Linked DNA regions of Mus musculus: all the other regions are linked to region 1. A link is a contact called in public Hi-C and Micro-C data. All regions are on one chromosome and are shown on one strand. Each heading gives the region's core, a stretch centred on a gene start, on an enhancer-like site or on the middle of the called end of the contact. The rest is flanking DNA. Distances are from core to core; before and after follow the strand shown. Region 1 overlaps Gm30624 (a long non-coding RNA gene). Region 2 has its middle 36 kb from the start of Krr1. Region 3 has its middle 15 kb from the start of Gm30193.

Region 1 (4,556 bases), core at 1,193-3,692:
AGGTGGGTCATAAGCTCTGATGGCGGTATACAGCATCCTGGAAACACGCTCTTATTCCAGCTGACAGGGGAAACGGGCTAGCTCATCTCCATAGGGGAGCATTCTCAGCTGCAGCCATCAGAGAAGAGAAAGCTGTGGTTAGTACTTTCTACACACACTATCGGCATTCCCATGGGTCTGAGGCACTGGCACCCTTGGGATGGCGGTGCTCATGTTAGCAATACTCATTCATAAAGGAGTACGTGGGGCACACTCAGTCTCCACAGCAAAGAGTAACAGCCCGGCCTCACTTTCAAGAATCCTCTTCCATGTAAATGGATGTTCAACCTAAGTGATTTTGTGTTGATAGCCTTCCTATATATTATGCACTAATAAAATAATCAGGTTTGGTGCTTCAATGTGTGTGTGTGTGTGTGTGTGTGTGTGTGTGTGTGTGTGTGTGTGTGACAGAGACAGAGACAGACAGAGAGAGGGACAGAGAGAGACAGAGACAGACAGACAGACAGACAGAGACAGAGACAGAGACAGAGACAGAGACAGAGACAGAGACAACCTCAGTGTCTTGTATCAGGAGCAGTTTCCCTTGGTTTTTTGAGACCTGATCTTTCATCTACTTGGAGTTCCCCCACTAGCCTAGGCTGACTAGCAAGTGAACCTCAGGGCTACACTTGTTTTGACCTTTCCAGAGCTGAGATTACAAGCATGCATCACCACAACCAAATTTACTTGTAATTCTTTATTTATGGGATTATAATATAATCACTTAATTCCCCCTTCCCTTTCCTCACTCCAAACCCTTCTGTACACCCCTTCTGCTTTCTTTCAAATCCATGGCCTCTTCTCTCTCTCTCTCTCTCTCTCTCTCTCTCTCTCTCTCTCTCTCTCTCTCTCTCTCTCTCCCTCCCTCTCTCTCTCTCCTTATGTATTTAGGAAGGTATATATTATATATGCTACACATATATATTTATATAATATATTACATACATACATATCCTAAATACATAAATACAGCCTGCTCAGTCTGTAGACTATATTTTTATGTATAAGTTTTCAGGGCTGACCAGTTTAGTTTTGAATAATCATTGTGTGATCTTCCCTGGGGAAGACTCTTCCACTCTCAGCATTCCTTAGTCTATAGTTCTTTATGTAAAGACCTCATGGTCTTTCCCCATCCACTTTGGCATACATATTATTGTTGTCCTTATTGAGCTTATATTTAGGAAGACATGCTTGTGTGATTCTGGGTGATACTTCTGTCATGACTGAAGGACACAATCTCAGAGCAAACTGCCTGACCCTCTGGCTTTTACAGTCTTCCTGCCCTCTCTTCTGCAATGTTCCTCCAGCCTGTGCAGAAGTATTCATTGGGTCTGGGCTCAATAACTGGGTATCTTGGTTGCTTGTAGTTTTCTGTAATGGTCTCTGTCTTTTGCAAAGAGACGTTTCCTTGGTGAGAGCAAAGAACTATTCATCTATGGGTATAAGGACAAATATTTAGAATGTAGTTAAGGATTCTGCTGGTTCAGTGCAGTGGCAGTTGTAAGGTCTCTTCTAAGATTCATGACTTCACTAGCTCTCCCAGCTTTTTATTATTATTATTATTATTATTATTATTATTATTATTATTATTAACCAATGGATTCTGAATATTGAACTCACCCTACTGGTGCCTGCAATACAAACACTTCACTGAATGATCCAAGTCCCTATCCCAAGTAAGCACTTTTACCAATACATAAATCAGTCTTAGGCTAAGAAAGACATAAAAAAGTTACTTTATGCTATTTGTGGCCACCCTGATGAACAAAACATAGTCCCTAGTCTTGAATAGAACAGAAATTTTTAGTAATGACAGAGCCAGTGACGTGTTGCCTGCAGGAGTCTGTTAGTGGTGAAAGCCATCCAGGGGAAAGGAAAGTGTGGGGCATGGGGAATCCAGGAAGACAAGGAATGTCACAAGTTTATTACGATAGAACAAGACGATAATCATCTCCGTTGCTATATATACAGCTTCTTTTGAGGTAGACCAGATAGCTACAATAACTTCTGTTAACATATCATATCCGACTACTATATTTTCAGAAGTTTTTCTAACTCTAGGCTTTTACCTCTTCCTGTTTCATCTGTATTTTCTTCTTCATGGTCTCCCCTGTAGTCTGGCTCCAGAGAAATCTCCAGCTGCTCAGAGTGTGTTATTATCACCACTTCACGGCCCGCAGGACTGAGAGGGGAGGCTGGTGTCTACCATGCTGGTGCTTAAGAGTCAAACTGCCAGCTGCCTGAGTTTCTCCGGCCCACAGCATTCCACTGCTCTTCTGTTAGGAAGAAAAGGATTATAGGATTAGTTTCATAACACCACTTCCAGCCATCCATATATAGTCAGAGGAAGTCACTCACAGTGACTTCTATGACAACTTTTGGTGTTCAGGCCAGATTCCCCACTCAGACATCTGTCTGGAGAGGGGCAGCAGAGGTCTCAACCATGTAGGTGGGGTCAACGGGTATATTATTACAGCTGAGAGCTTCAGGGTTTTACATCCCTTTTAGACGTGCCACAAACAGCAACCACAGCAAGGGAACAAAGCACAGAACAGTTGTTCAACTTAGAAAGCATGGGGACACAGGAAGTATGTCCTCAGTGGGTAGGGCAAAGAGTCCTTGGGGAAAAAAAAAAAAAAAGCAGAGCCACAAATCAACAGAGCTTCTGACTTTGCCCGCAGCTAGCACTGTTTTTAACTGCCCAGAGAAAACAAAGGGAACACATTTATCAGAATCCCAGCTCTTTCAAGGTTCAACCATGCCAAGATACCACCCCTAAAGCATTTATCATGGTTGCTGGCAATCCTAACCTGGCATTTTTCAGGGCATTTACAGAAGCACATGTGTTCTTCTAAAGGACCTTCTAAAGGAAAATCCAAGATCTCTACCCATCTCTACCCATCAAGATCTTGTAGATTGGTAGTTAGTATGATACCTAGATAAATATTTTGAGATTTAGATCTGTAAGGGATAGAGGAGTATTGTGTTTTTAAAAAGATAAGGAGAAAGAGAATGTTTGATGGATGTGCAGTCAGGTGTCGGGGGAAGGGTGTGCCTCCAAGGGCCCATACTGAGGCATCCCTTCCCACTGAGGGACCAGCCACACATGGTATAGTATAGAATAGAATTTATTCAGGGCATGGGGAGGGGAGTTGAGAGGGGAGTAGACAGAGAAAGGCACTGGAGAGGAGAAGGAGAGGAAGAGGGAGAGGAGGCCAGCTGTGAGCATATGGAGAGAGAGGGGGAAGTGATGAGAAGACAGAACCAGAGCAAGAAAGCAAGAGAGCAAGAGAAAGTGAAGGAGGCAAGCAGCCCCTTTTATAGTGAGTCAGGCACACCTGGCTGTTGCTAGGTAACCATGGGGCAGAGCTTAGACAAAATGCTAACAAGGGGTTTGATTGGATGTACATAATAATGACAGAACACACCATTTGGGGAACTGTGAAGTATGGAAGAAAGACTAGATTCAGGAGGCTGGGCACAATCGAATGTTTCTAGAAACCATTAAATCTGGAGAGAGGCTTGGGCTGGGTCTTTGCGTTTCAGCTGGCCCTTGGGGAAGAAGCAGGAGACATGAGCCTGAGACTAAGATCCCATCAGTCCCAATCAATCCCACATGGTTCCAGATTGTCTGGCACAGAGATTTGGGGGAATAGGAGTTTAAAAGGCAGACATAAGCACTAGGAAGGCAACCCCAACCATACAGCATTTGTGCCTTGCAAGCATGATCAATCTCTGGAGCCCACAGAAAAGTGTGAAGTGTAATAGCATGAGCTTGTAAACCCAGGAGTGAGAAGGCGGAGATAAAAGATCACTGGGGCTCTCTGGCCAACAAGTCTAACCTGATTAGGGAGCCTTAAGCTAATAAGAAATGTGATCTCAAGGGAGGTAGATGGTTTTCCCATGAGTGGTGGAAAACATTGTCCTCTCACCTTTCTGTACATGGATACACAGAAGAAAGAGAGAGGGGAGGGGGAAGGAAGAGAGAGAAGGGGAAAGAGAGGGGGAGAGGGAGAAGAAGGCAAAGCAAGAATAATAAAGCAACAGGGGTAGGGAGGGAGCTGTAAAAATGGTGAATTTAGCTGTAGCAAGACCCAGAAGCAAGGATAACAAAGGCACTGAGGTCAAACAACTCAAGGACCTTTTGAAAAGTGAGTGCTAAGATTCTGTGTTTTGAAGTATCAGAACTTTGAGCCAGGGCTCCTTCTGGAAAATTAAGGGAAACAGCCATGCTCCATGCTTGCATTTGAGAGAGACAAAACACAGTAGACATGCTCAGGAGAAAAAATTAAAGTCTGAAACATAAGCAAGTCCATGATCCAGAGATATCAGCATGCAATCCTCAAAACCTGCATCATGAGCTTGGCTCACCTTGGTCTCAGAGCAGGAGAGAGAGAAGGTAGCCACAACTCTACCAACAGCATCCCTCAGGTGATGCACTACTCTGATGGGGTCTGTGAGTGGATTGCAAGATGCCACAAGATGGTTCAAACCAAAACCTAATGTTAATTTTGGTC
Region 2 (4,556 bases), core at 604-3,103, 210 kb before region 1:
TACATCATATACATCATATACATCATATATATCATAAACATCTACATCATCTACATCATATATATCAATCATATACATGATATACATCTTATACATATATACACACATATATACATACAACATATGCAACATACACATCATATACATGTACATTACATATACATATTTATATTCACACGCATACACACACATATTTGTTTGCCTCTATATTTTTAGCATGGTCAGTATCTCAAAAGCCCCAAAGTGGAACAATTTCCCAATACAAGCTAATAAAAATTAAATTCAACATACCACATGGAGACAAGGGTTAAAAAACGGACATGGAAAGACTAAGATATATTTAGGCTGGGCAAACAAAGAAACTCTTCATCTGTGTGAATCGGGAATCTAGTGGATCTACTTGATACTAATATATATTGAGCACCGACTAATACTAAGATGTTTGCCTAAATTCCATTTCTTTTTTCCCCTCCTCTTCTCTTCCCTTCCCTCCTGACTGCCTCCCAGCCTGGAAGAAAGTCAGGCCTGTGACACTTAGAAAGCAAGCACCAACCACTGAACTATCCTCTCAGTCCTTTAAAAAAAAAAAGAGGTTTGTTTTTTTTTTTTTTTTTTTTTGAGATGATGTCTTACTAGTTGCCTGCTGCATTTTGTACAGTTTTGCCTTGAACGTACTTTGTAGTTCTGGCAGGCCCTGCCCCTGTGATTCCTCCTACCTCTGCCTCCACAATAGCTGGAATTATAGCCCTGGGACATTAGGCTTGGCCTCTTGGACAACTTTCTTACTTATTCTGCATAGTATTCTTGTAAAATCATACGGTTATTGCCCTTCTATAATATATACACAAACAGGAAGAGAGGAAAAACGATGTTTTCAGTGGGAAGGCAGGGGTTACCTCTAATTTGTTTGGATAATAACTGATGTTTTTCAGCAAAAGGTACATGCTAGCAGCCCTCAGCATGAGGCTTTAGCAACTCACAAAGCTGCTTAAACCTTAGGCTTGAAAGTGCAATGAACTGAATTCTCAATTAGAGGCTAGGAACATGCTGGGTTTGGTAGCATCAGCCTATACATCCCCAGCTACTCTCAGTGGGCTGAGGCAGGAGAATCACAAATTTAAGATCAGCCTGGGCAATTTAGTGACACCTCATCTCAAAATAAAAAGTGGAAAGAGAGAGCAGTAGACAGCTCAGCTTAGAGCATTTGCCTAGTATGCAAGAATGTAGCATTTGCCTAGCGTCTAGCTTCCAATCTCTGTCCCTCTGTCTCTGTCTCTGTCTCTGTGTCTGTCTTTCTATTTCTCTCTGTGTGTCTCTGTCTCAATTCACATTCCAAACACACACACACACACACACACACACACACACACACACACACACACACACTGATACACACACACTGATACACACACGTGTAAATATCATCCAAAGGAAGTACATTCCAAACATTGAAATAAGGGCCTTCGGCTTGACCGTCTTAGAACTAAATTCTAAGAAGGCATGTCCTCACTTCTCGGGTCCCTATGTTGTTTATTTCCCATGGACTTATCTCACTTTCATCCGTGATTTTTCAATTTCTGAAGAAATAAATAGACTTTGGTAAGACCAAATGCTGTTCTAGCCATTTCCTAAATTCCCCACAGTTGTTCTGGGAAGAGTGGGCTCAAGTCCCCTGCTGCCTGTCAGAATGATTAATTAGACTTCATTTCCTGCTGACGTGTCCACCGTCCTTTTCTTACCCCCAATGACTAATAACACTTCTACAAAAGTCCAAACAAATGGCCACAGTATCTAGTGTTTATTTTTGGAAGCTTTTCCCCAGCCAAAATGCACTGAACCTCTCACGAATGGCAGTTTAGAAATTCCTGGCTAGGATTCCTGCCCTGAACAGCCGCACTTGATATGGCTAGATGGCCCGTTGACTGGCACCCTGGGTGGCATCGTGCCAGTATGAGAGTTGTCAAGCTATCTAAATCAAGAATAGGCCCCGAGCTGTGACAAATCCAGATGGGCAGCCTGCTCAGCGACCCGGCGAGGGGCCCTATCTTCTTCAGGAAGTATCCCTGTGCCAGCACAAGAGCATTCATGCCACATGTCTTTCTCTCCACTTGACATCTGCGGACACTCTGAAGAGTATGTGACAAAAGAGGAAGAGAGCAAGAGTGGAAAGGAAGACAGGAGGCTTTCTGGGTGGGGCTAGCAGGGCAGAGACAGAGGTATTGCAGCAGAGGCTCCACATCCATTAGGAACGGGATCTCACTGGCTAGTTAGCCCGTGATGTCAGGATTAGCAGATACCTCATTTCCAGGCCAGTGATAGCAAAACTGGAGGGAAAGAAAAGGTCAGTCAGGAATGGGTTTGTCAAACTGTTTCTAGTTGTGCCAGAGCTTCCCCCACATTTACAGCCATTGCTCAACATATCACATGGCTACCAAGTGAATCCTTAGGATAGGAGAGAGCCACGACCCAAGACACTGGTCCAGAGAAAGAAGTTTAGATGTGTCCTGAACCCAGAACCTGGCAAACTCAGGAGCAGAGGAATAGTTGCTGTTTAGAGAGTTCCAGACATCCAGACAAGCTTGGCATGGCTTTTGCCGATTCATCAGTCAAGCGGAGATGCCTAGTGTTCTAAATATGTGTGTGCACATGGGAGGACTTCCAATTCAACATCTGTGGGGCTGTGACACGGTCTTGTGGCTAATTTAAGGCTTGGGGAGGTTAACATGGGTCCCAGGATCATTCTACACATAATCCCATCTGTAAATTGAGAACTAGATTAAAATACGCCTCAACTGAGACGGTCTAAGCTAAGTGCTGTGGTTAACCCATGGGAATTATTGTGTCCCTTTGCAATCAACTCCTGGATGCGAGTGGACTGTCACACTGATCTTCATCACTGGGACTTCTGAAAAGTCATAAAATACAAACATAAAGCACCATAGGTCAGGGGACTCTAGTGTTGGTATCACAATTTTGTGTGTATGGTGCATGTGTGTGTCTGCATGTGTGTGTCTCTGTGTGTCTCTCTCTGTGTGTCTATGTGCATGTGAGTGTCTTAGTATGTGTATATCTATATGTGTGTCTATGTATGTGTATATTTGTGTGTGTATATTTGTGTGTGTGTGTGTGTGTGTGTGTGTGTGTGTGTGTGCATGTGCATGTGTGCATAGCTAAAGATCAAACCCAGGGCCTTCTGCCTTTTCCCAAGTCCTGATAAATGTTTGTCTTAAAACAAACTTATGTGTGCCACAGTATAATAATCTCATGCTCAGAGGAAACTAAGGCTCAGAGAATTAAAGAACTCTCTAGTCACTGGTCTTTGGGAAATTTGCCAAGGTAACATAGCAACCATGAAGAAATACACAGTGAATCAATATGGCTTTGGAGAAAACAAAAACAACACAGTGATTTTAAAAGCGAATGATGAGGGGTGGCTTAGTGGGTAAAGGGCCTGCCGCCAAGCCCAGTGACCTCTGGATGCAACCAATTTAAGTTTAACCAGACTAGCTTACAAATAAATGAGACTTAGACTAAGGTTATTTTATTTGGCTTTGACAATTACTGAGGGTCACCCCTAATCTACTACTCTTCTTCTTCTCCTTCTTCTTCTTCTTCTTCTTCTTCTTCTTCTTCTTCTTCTTCTTCTTCTTCTTCTTCTTCTTCTTCTTCTTCTTCTTCTTCTTCTTCTTCTTCTTCTTCTTCTTCTTCTTCTTCTTTTGAGACAGGGTTTCTCTGTGTAGCCCTGGCTGTCCGGGAACTCACTATGTAGACCAGGCTGGGCTTGAACTCAGAAATCTGCCTGCCTCTGCCTCCTGAGTGCTGGGATTAAAGGCGTGCGCCACCAACGCCCAGCTCCTAATCTACTCTTCTAACTGTTGGCCTTGCTACCTCCCCAGTGGTGGACCCCAGATATGGCTGTTACTCTTTGCCACATGTTCATGGTCCATCTCCCCTCATGGCAGCCTCCTCCTCTTCCCTAGTTCTTTCTTCTTCCTCTCCTGGTCTTACCTCACTCCTCTCTCTCCACCTTCAGAGAGGTAACTAGAAACCCACCTACCGCTAATCCCTCCAGTATTTGGCTGTAGCCATTTTAATTTAACCAATAGTTTCAAATCCAGGAACAAGGTTTGCACAACAAAAGCTTGTAAATGTGAGAATTCACTGTAGGCCTAGGTCTTAAGGTACAGAATTCAGCATTACAGTACATAGCAATGGGCCAAACTTCAGTAGACCTGAGCTTGATCCCTGCTACACATACAGTGGAAGAAATGAACAACCTTCCAAATACAGTCCTTTAACACACACACACACACACACACACACACACAATTATCAGTCCTAGGTTGTTTTCAATTTCTATATCCCTTCTTTAAAATCCACATCACATTGATTTATTTTTTTCCTTTGTTTAAAGTAAGAAAGGTTTATCTTGGCATATAGTTCAGGGGATAAAGTAAGGAGATTGAAGACTAGTCTATTAAGGTAGTACACGAGAAGTTGAGGACAGCTGATTGTATGTCTTCCCTTTTGTAGTATGCATGTATGTATGTATGTAT
Region 3 (4,556 bases), core at 517-3,016, 170 kb after region 1:
CCGCTTGTCTTCTCGGCACCGGGAAGACAGAGGTCTGCAGATCTCTGGGGCTGGCTGCCTCGCCCATCTTGCTAGCCTGCTAGGCAAACCCTTGGCCAATGAATGATCCTATCTGAAGAAAACCCAAAAGGTGGGAGAAACCTGAAGGAGGATACACGTGCATGCATCAGCACACACATGAACACGTGTGCACACACCTGTACACACATACACACATAATAAGGAAAGCTGAGAGGAACAGGAGAGCAGAGAACGCTACTCCAGACAAAACTCATGTCCTGTCAATGAGCGGAGGCACAATGGCCTGCTGCCCTGGGCTTCAAAGGGTCCAGGCTCCTCAAGGAGAATCTCTCAGAACCTGGGTTTCCCTGGCCACTCACTTCAAACCTCTTTCTCTTGGCTTTGATGTTTTATTATCTCCGGGGAAGCTGGACACTCAGCTTGCTCTATGAGAAGTGGATGGTGGCTTGGTTTTTATACGGACAAGGGCACGATAGAACTGGCAGGAAGTCTTCAAAATAACTCCGCCAGCAACTCACTTAATAACATCATAACCAGGAAGTCCTCTCTGAGATCTAATCTACATCCATATGGCAGCAACTTATAAATAGACTTTAATTTCCCACCCCGTACCCAGAGTGCCGGATGCCCAAGGACAATGTAAAACAGTAATTGAGTGCATCCCAAACACAGCCAGGAGGGGAATTGGCTAATTTGCATGTGAACCATTGTAATGCTCAGAAAAAGGCTCACACGTTAAAAAGACTCTACTTTAAAAAAAAAAAAAAAAGTCCCATAATTAAACTCCTGCTAAGAGTAGTTGCAAATACTCAATAATTCTTATTCAAAGAAGAAAGCCAAGGTACTTTTATTCCTTTTATTGTTAGAGAGATATGTACGTTGCTCCTTATCTAAAGACTTGAGGCTCAGAACTCCCGCTGGGGCAAATTAGGAACAATACTGAGCGTTCAATTTCTCTATAGCAGAGAAAAAGGTTCCAGGAGTCCCAGGTGTCCGTTGGAGGTGGGAGGGCCGGGAGGGGGGGGGTGGGGGTGGGGGGGTTCATGGTTGCCTATTAACTCTCTCACCTCCCCTAGATAGCCAGGTGACAGCTGCAGTGTGGTCTCTTTGAAGTGTCATTCCGGGGCGGCACTTCAGAGGGCACAGGCCTCTAAGGCAGGTATGTTTGCTGGACACACCTGGTTCCTGCCAAGTACAAAGCCACAGATGGAAGGCAGGAATCGGCTAAGCCAGTGGTTCTCAACCTTTCTGATGCCACGACCCTTTAATACAGTTCCTCCTGCTGCTCCGAGTGACCCCGGCCATAAAATTATTTCACTGCTACTTCACAACCGTAATTCCGCTACTGTTATGAATCATAATGCAAATATTTGGGAAGATAGAGGTTTGCCAAAGGGGTCCCAACCCACAGATTGAGAACCGCTGGCCTATGCCAAGGGGCCCTTTAATGAAGTGTGACCAAATTCAAGGACTCATCCCTTCAAGGAGACAGGGTGAGCTCAGAGATTAACTAAGCTTGTCAAAATATGTTCCTTTTGAAGATAAAAACAAACAAACAAACCTGCCCTCTCTACTAAGGATCATCATAGCACAGATGCATTGTGGGGTGAGGGTGGGGGGCACTTTGTCTGGCAAGTGCCCTGTGTGAAAAAAACGAATCTTTATTTGCATGAGCAAGAGGCGGGAGACAGCTGTTAAAAACAACCTGTCAGTAGAAAGCTAGGGATGTGTGTTCCGTTGTGAATGGAAATGTGAACCACCATAAAAATAGACACTAGCGAAACCAAAGGGACCATGTAGAGGTCAGACACAGAATGTGAGGAATCCTGGCCTCCTTCCAAGTCGGCTAGACAACACTCAGGCCATACCTTGAGAGGAAGACACTACCAAGTAGCCTTAAATAAGTTACCTTTGGGAGGGTCTACGGAGTAACGAGTATTGCTCAGTCCTTACTGTATCTGTGTGGGTGCTGGGGCATAAACAAAACACCATGAAAATTTATGGTGTGATACAGACAGCTGCTGCCCTCTTTACCCAGCAATTGCCTCTGGAAAAAAAAAAAAAGAAGAAGACATCCCTTAGTTTGAATAGAAGTCTGCTAATTGTGAGCCATTGAGCAAACAGATGTAAAGTTTCTGCTTCGGCTGCACCCTCCAAAAGGAGTTATGTACATTAAGTAAGTGAATGCGTGCACAGGTACTGGGCTAGTGTCCAGTGCTTAGCAACAGCTCAACAAATATTAACCAATACTCTGACTGACTACTGTGAGGAAATAGGTAACAGGGTGAGATGTGGGCCTGCAAGAAAACCACAGTCCCACCCGGCCCCATGGACCGCATTGACTGTCAATGAACTGTATCTGCATTCTTAACTCATTTGTTTCTAGAGGAAGAAAGATCCAGAGCCTGATGCTTGCGGTCTGTTATCCCCCTGCCCTCCCCCGCCCCTGCGCATGCGCAGCCCCCCCCCCCCCAGCATCCAGAACAGAGACAGAGCAACAGAGCTCCCCCAGCTCCATGATGCCCAGCAGGAAACAGGAAAGACCTCAGCTTAATTTACCACCTTCTCCCAACAGCCTGCCCGCCCTTGAGATTGCTCAGCTCCTGAGCTTCTTGCAAGGAGAAGAGGAATATGAAACCCACGTCCAGTAACCGGCCCACAGGAAGGGCGCCAACATGGCGGCTCTGACTGTGCTCCCATAGAACTATTGCTTGGAACAGCACAGGACGATTTACCGTGGACATGACCTACCACCAAGCTAGCTCTTCTACATAGTGCAAGTTAACCCTAGTGCACGGCCTCGAGCTTCACGTGCATTTCACAGTATTAGAAAGAACACAGAGACTCGCCTAGGTTTTAATACTTTGCTTACTATGTTTCTTAACCTCTGTGAGTCTCAGTGGTCCCATCTCTAGAAAGAAGGAAGCGGGGCAGGAGATGTGGCTAAGTGGTTAAGAGCACTGGCTGCTCTTCCAGAGGACCCAAGTTTAATCACCAGCACCCACATGGCAGCTCACGACGGTCTGTAATCCAGCTCCAAGGGATTTGACCCCTTCACACAGATGTGCGTGCAGGCAAAACACCAATGCACGTAAAATAAGGATAAATAAAGCATTTTTAAAAAGAGAGAAGAAGGGATCGAGAAAATAACATATTGTGTTTATTTTGTAGATATTAATATTTACTATTTTAAATTATGAGTACCTGTATATGTATTCCCGTGGGAATGTGTCTGTGAGAGTTGTATGGAAGTCAGAGGTATCTGAGGTCCTGGAGGTAGCGTCACAGACGGTCATGAGCTCCCTGATGTGGATGCTGGGAATCAAACTCAGATCCTCTGAAAGAGCAGCAAGTATTCTTGTCTGCTGAGCCATCTCTCCAATGATAATACACCTGGTTTACCATTATCCATGAGATATTTTGATGTCAACTTTACCTATTAGTTCTCCTTTCTTATATATTCTTTTATATATATATATATATATATATATATATAAACGATAAGCATGGGCATTTTTCTCCATAAGAGTCATCCCACCTAGGAGACAGCAGCATGTTGAATATGAATGTGTAGATGTGAGTGCTGAGGGAATGGCTATTTAAACGGTTTAGGAGGTGTGGCCCTGCTGGAAGTAATGTGTCACAAGGGTCAGGGTTGGGGGTGGGCTTTGAAGTTTTAAAGGCCCAAGGCAGGCCCTCTGCCCTTCTCTTCCTGCTGCCTGCAGGTCCAGATCCAGAACTTGGAGCTACCTCCATCACCATGTCTGCCTCTCTGCTGCCAGGCTTCCTGCTATGAGGGATGACGGACTAACCCTCTAAAACTGTAAGCCAACCCCAGTGAAATGCTTTCTTTTAGAAGAGTTGTGACGGTCAAGGTGTCTCCTCACAGCACTAGGACACTGACTAAGACTATATCCACCGTGCTTCTGGTAGGCAACACTACAGCTCTGGCTCGCCCCAGCCAGCATGGAGAAAGCAGGAATTCACTTCAATAACCAACCATCTTTCCTGTCTTAATCAGTGTCTTATGGATGTGAAGAGACACCACAACGGTGGCAACTCTTATGAAAGAAAGCTTTTCTTTGCTCCCTGCTTACAGTTTCAGAGGTTTAGTCCGTTATCCTCATGGTGACACACAGGCAGACATGGTAGGTGAGAGTTCTACATCTGGATCCATAGGCAGCAAGAACAGAGAGTCACTGGGCCTGGCTTGGGCCTTTGAAACCTCAAAGACCACCCCCAGTGACTTACTTCCTCCCAAAAAAGCCACACCTACTCTAACAAGGCCACATCCTCTTACTAGTGCCCCTCCCTATGACCAAGCATTCAAATATTTGAGCCTCTGGGACCATTCCTATTCAAACCAGCACACTTCTCTTTCTCCCAATACCTCCTTATTCTTTCTTTGTTATTATAATCCAGGCGGTGTCTTTGGGGGCCAATAACTCATAAGTACATGTTCATATGTAACCCAGGCAATGTCTTGGGGGCTGACAACTCATAGGTACATGTTCATATGCAAAGGTATGTTCATA

The links. Hi-C and Micro-C count contacts between places; a contact is called where the count stands out from the background.
Region 2: a Micro-C map of muscle stem cells shows a contact between it and region 1, with 3 times the contacts expected there. The contact joins two enhancer-like sites. A contact is called at or near these places in 1 of 15 datasets of contacts at CTCF or cohesin (pro-B cells), 15 of 484 Hi-C or Micro-C datasets (the 3T3-L1 cell line, the C2C12 cell line, the G1E-ER4 cell line and 8 more) and 4 of 115 datasets of contacts at active chromatin or transcription factors (T-cell acute lymphoblastic leukemia, a colorectal cancer cell line, large pre-B cells and 1 more).
Region 3: a contact with region 1 is called in a Hi-C map of myocytes, with 2.3 times the contacts expected there. The contact joins two enhancer-like sites. A contact is called at or near these places in 1 of 15 datasets of contacts at CTCF or cohesin (the NIH/3T3 cell line), 3 of 484 Hi-C or Micro-C datasets (cerebral cortex, conventional dendritic cells and myocytes) and 2 of 115 datasets of contacts at active chromatin or transcription factors (VIP interneurons and pancreatic cancer cells).

The regions. Positions count from the first base shown.
Region 1 is chr10:111,722,922-111,727,477 of GRCm38.p6, reverse strand. Gm30624 (a long non-coding RNA gene) reads right to left here. Exons shown (of 6, transcript XR_001779641.2): 3 at 2,109-2,315; 4 at 1-108. Among named protein-coding and RNA genes, the nearest start is that of Gm30624, 40 kb to the right of the region's middle. Within about 2 kb of position 2,442, at least 38 of the 459 cell types and tissues checked have an H3K27ac peak or open chromatin away from gene starts, as enhancers often do. A contact at or near this core is called in the C2C12 cell line, muscle stem cells and myocytes, where this site is marked.
Region 2 is chr10:111,934,243-111,938,798 of GRCm38.p6, reverse strand. No RefSeq gene overlaps it. Among named protein-coding and RNA genes, the nearest start is that of Krr1, 36 kb to the left of the region's middle. Within about 2 kb of position 1,853, at least 66 of the 459 cell types and tissues checked have an H3K27ac peak or open chromatin away from gene starts, as enhancers often do. A contact at or near this core is called in the C2C12 cell line, muscle stem cells and myocytes, where this site is marked.
Region 3 is chr10:111,556,116-111,560,671 of GRCm38.p6, reverse strand. No RefSeq gene overlaps it. Among named protein-coding and RNA genes, the nearest start is that of Gm30193, 15 kb to the left of the region's middle. Within about 2 kb of position 1,766, at least 40 of the 459 cell types and tissues checked have an H3K27ac peak or open chromatin away from gene starts, as enhancers often do. A contact at or near this core is called in myocytes, where this site is marked.